Linked DNA regions of Gasterosteus aculeatus: region 1 is linked to region 2. The links are chromatin contacts, called in public Hi-C maps. All regions are on one chromosome and are shown on one strand. Each heading gives the region's core, a stretch centred on a gene start, on an enhancer-like site or on the middle of the called end of the contact. The rest is flanking DNA. Distances are from core to core; before and after follow the strand shown. Region 1 holds the start of insrb (insulin receptor b). Region 2 overlaps insrb (insulin receptor b).

Region 1 (3,891 bases), core at 177-2,676, 47 kb after region 2:
GTTGAGCTCACCTCTCAATAAACAAACAAAAAAAAACACTCCAAAGAGGGAGAAAAGTTCTCAACACGGGGTTGGGATATTAAAAAAAAAGCAGTGGACAAATTCCTAAAAATGAAGTTCGACGTTAGCCAAGTGATTCCACGTCGCCCCCCGTCAGCCGGGGGGAGTTGAACATTTATGAGTATCTTCCCGGCCGACTTGGTGATGTCGGCTGTGTGCGCCCCGGAGAAGAACGCAGACCACTAAATGACGTGATCTCGGGTTCTGGCAACACGCGGGCGGGTACAGATGTTCATTTTCCATAAGTGAAGGCGACAGTCCACGTTCATTTGTTTAATGTTGCTGCTCCGCGTAACGAAGAGAGGAATTACTATTATTATTTATATCCCACACGCAGGAGGAGGTGGAGGAGGAGGAGCGGGGGGGGGGGGGGGGGGGGCTAGTTTGGAGGTCCCCGCAGGAGGACCAGTGGCCCCGGCCTCATTTCTCCGTAATACACCGCTGCGAAGAGGGAATACACCCACCTAGAAATAAAAACAAAACAACTGGTACGAAACGTGTCTCCGGTTTTAGAAAGAAAGCACCGATGAGCTGGAGTTGTGGGTCTCGCGGGAGCCGGAAGGACACTTGTCTCTCTCTCTGAAGTCCACAGGTTCGGGCACCACCCAGCCCTGTTTTCGCTGGTGTCTTCTCGGAACCCCTTTAGGTCGAACGGGAGCTCATCCCGGGAAACTCCTTCGGAGGAGAGCTACGTGCGGGGCGGGGAGGGGGAGAAAAAAAAACCCAAAAACAAAACAACCAAAAAAAAAAACGTGCAACGAGGCAGCTCCTTTTCCCTGCGACGACCTTCCTCTGAACTCCTTCACCTCCCCTGACCAGCTCGCCCGCAGACACCCGTAAAAAACAACCGAACAAACGAACGGGGAGGGAGGAAAAAAATAACGATACGTCTTTTCCCGTCTACGACGAAAGGAGGTGGAGGTGTGGGTGGATGTGGGTGGAAACGGCTACGTTGGACCTGCACGTTGCCGTGAAGTGAGAAAACTCTCCACCGCGCCGCCCGTTTCTTTTTCTTCAGATTAACGTTAGCTGGTGGAGGGAGGGGGGGGAGCTAACGTTAGCTAAAGCTAAGCTAATCCAAAACAAACGAGGCGAGAGTTAAAAAAATAAAAATAAAAACACACACACGCGCTTTGGCTAAAGTCAGCGTCCCGTCCTCGAGAGTGAAAAACGATGAGGTCAACAAACGTGAAAAGAGTTAACAAAAAAAAAAAGAAGAAGCAAGTGTTTTTAAAAAAAAAACTTGGATTCCCGTTCCGTTTTAGCGGTTGCTCTCCCTCCGGTTCCCCCTCTTTCCGTCTCTCTCTTTCTGCGAGTCTCTCCACCAGTAAACAAGTCCTGCCAGTCACCTCAGCTGGGCCGCACGTGGTCTGCGGGAAAACCCGGAGCGGAGCGGCCCGCCGCTCAACCGGCTGGATCCGGATCTGGACTCAGGCAGCGCGGCCGCCAGCGTCAAAACACCGGCGCTGTTTGTCGGAGGGGAGGAGAGGGTCGAGGGGGTTCACGCGTCCTCGTAGAGTATAATAATTGTTGTATATGTCTTTATGTATATAATGAGTTTTTAAGAAAAATAAACACGTAAAGCAGCAGATTCACTTTCTTTTATAACATACGTGTGTTCAAATGCAAAATCACGTGCTGCGCTGAATTGTTGATTCTCGCCACCGTGGGTTGTTGAATCTCAATTATTTAGTCTATTCGTAGTCTTTTCTTTTGTACAGACTGTGGACAAAATAACAGCCACACGAGTCCTGCAGTAATCAGTAACCAGTTTGAGCCTGCAGTCAAAACATATTAGGATTAATCTCTTGATCATTTTCTCAGTGACTTGTTTTGTCCACAAAATATCAAATCAGTTGCCGAACAATTTTCAAAAGAACAACTGTCCCGAACCCATGCAAGGATTGTAGGTTACAATCATCTGTACGATGAGAAAGAAAATCAGATAATCCTCGCATTAAAAAAAACGATTGTACTATTAATCAATAATGAAAATAGTTGCAGTTTAATTTCCGTCATTAATGTATGTCAATCTTCTCAGCTCTAACTAGTTATTTGATGACTGACTGAACAAGCCAAATTAATTAATTTGCCAACTTATCTTAAGCCTTCTCTATACACCAATGTTTTGCTTACTTAGCGACCGAGAGAAGTGTAGTTTACATATGTACAGAAATCAACAAAGAGAACTGATATTTTCAGCTGAATTTCAAGCAGTATGGAAGCAGAAAACCCTTGTGGCCAGAATAAGCTCTCCCTGTGTCATAAAGCGTTGTAAACATTGCACACTGCCTTGTCCGACAGCCACGAGGTAAAGAACCTGCCTGCAGTCACACAGGTTTCCACCATTCCCCCAAATATCCACATTATCCTTATAATGAATCCTGACCTATTAATGAAACACATTACTTGGGGACTTGTTACTACTTCCAGGTCGGTGGCTGAATCCATTCTCACCTCAACATGGGACTAATGGAAGACAAGAGAACCCAATGTAGTAAAACATTTGCCTCTTTTTGATCACGTGTGCCGCTTGTGTGCCTGGATGGACACACACTGGCCCGCTCTGCTTGTGGAGCCGGCTGCTTAATCTGAGGAATGTTGTTACCCGGTGAACAGAGTAAATGAGGTCTTAGTGAGATTATATGTCACAGGTCTGAAGGACTAAGGGTTGTGGAATCTAGTCAAAACAGATCTCGTTGTGGTAGTCACGCTGTCTGACGCCACAACTGGAGGCGCGCACACACATGCAGCCTCTGTCCTTGTGTTCTCTTCACACACACACGCACACACACACACACACACACACACACACACACACACACACACACACACACACACACACACACACACACACACACACACACACACACACACACTTCCTCTCAGGTGCTCTGCACCACTTTCTTTCCCTTTTCAGTATAGAGGAAGTCAAGTGAGTGACTTTCTATCCCACAAGCACAAGAGTGCTGTTTCGAGTCTGCACACGCAGCCGCCGTACTACCTTCATTTCAGTAGGTGGCACTAAAAATAACTCCAGCCAATTCACTTACTCCAAACGTCAAACCGGGAAAAAGGGATACAACGATTTCAATGAATGGGATTAACTCCGGCCAGAGAGAGAGAAGTGTGTAGGGAGATCTGGGTGATGCCAAATAATCATAATGTGGATTATAATGCGGTTTGTGGAAGTTCATTGCTTCATATACTGACTGCAAATGATGAATTTGGAACATAGCATGGCTGTTTGGTCATTCATGAACGTCTTTTTATTTTTATTTTTTGTAACTCACACAGGCAATCAATCTGTAACAACATGGATGTTGCAAAGCCGCCGTTTCTGTGAGTAACATGTTGACACATCTCTTTTTATCTCAAGCTCCGGGGCAGATTCACCACGTTTCCGCCCGCTATCTGCACGTTGATTCAGACCGCGGGATATGCAGATATGTGGATGTCACGAAGATGGGTGATGGTTGAAGAAAATTTGCTTGGTCAGCGCACATTACGTCAGTGAACGCCGCCCATGAAGCCCTTCAAAGGCCCAGCGTACAGCTTTTCACCTTCTGACGGCACACATCCAGCTTTGCAATAATGTCAGCAAGAGCACAACAAAATACTCTTTTGTCCCTTCAGGTCCGGCAAGGCAGATACACGGAACAAGGGAGCATTGCTTTATTTGATTTGGATCACTGATTCCAATAACAAATTATATCTTGATTTAGCATCAGCCCATTTAAGCAAGCAGAAGGTCAGGTGACATACAACAGCTCCTTGGAGCTACTCACCATTTATCAGTGCAGTCGGGATCCCCACACCAAAGCCAACGAG
Region 2 (3,829 bases), core at 1,225-3,724:
CGAGGCACTGGTCATGGCAGCACTGGCCCTTGTGGTTACACGCACTATGCCTACAGTTGTCCAGGCACACTGAGGAGAAACAGAGGGGGAGGACAAAACGTAAGGACGAGGTTAACGACTGTACACACAGATTTAGTAATGTTTTTTTTTTTACCCTAATTAGTATCTCTATAAAAATTGCGTTGGTAGGCAGAGACGTGTCGCTTTCTCAGACGCCGTGTCTGGCATTTAACAGCTCGCCAAACGTTAAAAAACAAGAAGGGGCCAAATGAGCGGAGCCCCCTGTGGTCAAAATGGCCACCGAGTGGTGGTTCGCTCTGATCTGTGAGCAGCGAGGGAACCGCATGCATGTTTGCTGTGGAAGTACAAACACATGAACATGGCTGCGTGAACTATAAACAGGTGTTCTCGGCCGAGGCCTTGTGGTTCCTCGCTGCTGGAGAAAGTTGGAGCTGCCATCGAGGGAGGGGAGGGGGGGAACTGAAACAAACGTCGACCCTTAAAGAGAAAACGTAATTAAAAAAAACACAAAGCTAAGATTTATCAGCGATTCCCTTGGCTGGCTGATGGATTGCAGACTGTAATGTTAACACACCACTAGGTTGAGAGAAACAAAGATCCCAAATGAACCCCCGACATGAACGTCAATCGAGTCGCTGCTGCTAAAATTGTTGCATCAACAAGTTGAATCAAGGCTACAACAGCATGACCTCCCGTCTGTGTTCTGGGGTTGTGTTGAAAATCTACTCAATTTGCACAATATTAGACCAACACTAATTAGCATTCAAGGACACAATCAGACAACTCCCACCGTAATCGGCATGCTGACACGTATTTGGACAACTAGTGAATGCAACCCTGGCATCCATGAAGTGTCCACAATTCACACCTGATGAGCAACGGCGATCGTCTGCACCACCATGGAAACCACCTTAATTGCTATTAGCTTTAACACTATAGGTCATTGGCTCATGTCAAGTTCAATTTGACCTGTTTGGAAACAGCATTTGGTGAAAGAGCTTTAGTGTCAATTGTGATTGGATTAGCCGTTAGGTTTGCCCCGTTCCCTGTAATGATCCAATAAACTGGCTGTTATTGCCTCGTCTGATGACCAGTACAGACTCATTACATCTCACCTTATGCCAGGCGCTGGTCTTTTTGCCAACTACACATACTGATGGGGACAAACAGGATAGGACATAACAATAAGCAGCGAGTTAACGGAGGATGCCCTGTTCATTTCAGTCCAGGATACAATACATAATAAAAACTAATCGGGTCAGTTCTATTTACTTCGAAATTGGCTGGATTAAAAAAAAGCTAAATATCTACAGTGTGTTGATCAACGACTCTCAACATGCTTCTCCGCGTCAGCCTTAATATCACGTGTGAACTGAACCAGAGAGCGTCAGGGCACAAAGCAGATCCAGGGCAAATAAAAGGGTGCAAACATGATTTGACCCTGCTTTGAGTGTCTAATACACACATACTTAAAAGGGAAGGTTCTGAATTAGTATTTTGGTTAGCTTTCGATAATCAAGTTATCCGTACTGTGAGCAAACCTAAGGACCACCACCCGCCCTGTGCACAGGAGGGGTGCCCATTGTGGTGCCTGAGTAAAAGCAGAGAGGACAGACGGTTAAAGAAAAGAACAATGACAAGAGGGACAGGAGGGTGGAAACTGCAGAAAAGGGGGAAGACTAATAAAGTAAAAAAAACATCATTTCCACCTCCCGGGTTGGTTCAGGAGTTGCTCAACTGCATTTTCTTTACTGTGAGCCAATAAACCAAAACGCTGCACACCGTCGTCTCTGACCCACAGAGAAAAATGCTCTTCTTCGGCCCTCCCCCTCTCGTCTGTCTGCTGTGTGTGTGTGTCCATGCTGTGACCACGGCGTCACGTAGCGCGGGAGGGAGGCGACTGCTCGCACTGGCTCCAGCTCCAGTCGAGGATCCGTGCCTGGGTGCCGCTCCAACCCCAGATCCACCCTCAGCTTCAGCCAATGCGTTTGCCGACTGGGGGAGGCAGCCATTCAATGGCCTTCCATGTCGGGGAGGAGAGAGACGCCCAGGGTTAACCCTGGCCTCGCTGGGACAGACAGGGGGCAGACGCAGCCAAGCAGCCAGTGCGCCGGGGAAGACTGCTGCTTCGGCTGAATTACGACTGAAACAGAGATAGCTAGTTCCATCCACTAAGGCGCCCTTTTATGTTCACTTCAGTGATTATAATTTACATTTATGACGCACTACCATGGTATCTTATTCAATATTTTTATTATATTGTATTAATCTGAGGTATATTTTACCCCTTTTTTTCCCTCTCGCCTCTCTACCGGATCACAGCACAGCCGTCTCAGTGGGGAGGGCTACGGCAGCGTAACAGCTTTATTCTTCATTCCGCTCACGCTAGCACTGGGCTACGCGAGCTAGCTGCTATGCCAAACATGCTCCAGTCAGCTCACTCATTCATTCATTCATCCCCTCCTCCGTCCTCTTCTCTGACCCTCCCATCCACCACAGCCTCACCCTGCCCTGCACCACAATCTATCTCTCTATCTGCCTGCCTGCCTTTCTAGGCCACTCAAGCCCTCCCACTTTCATTCATACAACGCCTTGTTTTGTTTTCGAGCTGGCTGCATGGGGGGATGGATGGAAGGAGGCATGGATGGACGGACGATTTCCCTCGTGCATCAACAACAAGAGGAGGAGGAGGAGGAGTAGGAGGGGGCTGTAGCATCCTGGAGAGCTAATCTCTCATTAAGCTTAACACACACACATACACACATTTAAACCTCACAGTGTCATTCAATAATTTGCCTGCCGCTTCCTTACACACACACACACACGTTTCGAGTAAGGAATTTAAATTCAAAGGCGCGTTGTGTTTACCTTTCATTTGGCCGCGGCAGTAAAGAGCCCTGTCTGTACGGCCGCCCGGGGAAGGAACATGGGAAAAGCCGGGCAGCCAATAGCCTGCTGCCACACACGGCAACACTTCCTGCTCTTAACACATAAAACCTCCCCTTTAATTGGCGGTGTTGTCTACAGGCGATGTGCTGGGAACAATAACAAACACGTTTTTACCCCAGAGCCATTTACTCAGGAGAACAAATGCACGCAGACGCACATCCAGCCTGTTGCGCGCGCGCACACACACACACACACACACACACACACACACACACATAGACTTTACTATATTTGGCCACGGTGGGAGTCCTAAGCTTCAAAAGCTTTGCTGTAAAGGCTGAGTGATCTGATGTGAGACATTCACCCTGAAGAGAGTCGAAGAGAGAGACGGGGAGGAGGGGAAAGGCTGTAAACAAAAAGGCTGATTGCTGGGAAGGAGAGAGTGATACTGTCATAAGAAGCGTCAACACACGCAAGCCCACTAATAGACAAATACAAATACACAGAGGCGAAGGTCTGTGTTTGTTCACCGATACAGCGGAGAGAGAGAGTGGGGGGGGGGGGAATAAGGTACGTGGAGGATCTGGGCCCGGCGATGTTGAAAGTTCCCTACTCACGATATTGCTTTATGGTAAACAATGACGTGCAAAATCCTGGTCGAAACAAAACCGAACTGAGAAATACGTACGAGCTGGAGGCGCTTATTCTACAAAAGCGCACGCGGAGAACAATATTTTGTTGTTGTTTGTTTTTTTACATTCCATATGTATATATAGTTATGGTTACGGTCCGGTTGGCCTTTCCCCCTTCACCGTTTTACGTGTGAAGTCCTCCAGACTTTGCATGATGTGGCTGAGGAGGCCGTATGAATGGTTGAAATAAGGTGAGGGGTTAAAAATAGCATGAGCAATGAAAGTAG

The links. Hi-C and Micro-C count contacts between places; a contact is called where the count stands out from the background.
Region 1: a contact with region 2 is called in a Hi-C map of whole body, with 4 times the contacts expected there. The contact joins the promoter of insrb here to the enhancer-like site in region 2. A contact is called at or near these places in 3 of 6 Hi-C or Micro-C datasets (skeletal muscle, tail fin and whole body).

The regions. Positions count from the first base shown.
Region 1 is chr8:16,346,176-16,350,066 of fGasAcu3.hap1.1, forward strand. insrb (insulin receptor b) reads right to left here and starts at 1,427. Exons shown (of 23, transcript XM_040184073.2): 1 at 1-1,427.
Region 2 is chr8:16,298,522-16,302,350 of fGasAcu3.hap1.1, forward strand. insrb (insulin receptor b) reads right to left here. Exons shown (of 23, transcript XM_040184073.2): 3 at 1-69. Among protein-coding and RNA genes, the nearest start is that of arhgef18b, 25 kb to the left of the region's middle. Within about 2 kb of position 2,475, at least 9 of the 9 cell types and tissues checked have open chromatin away from gene starts, as enhancers often do.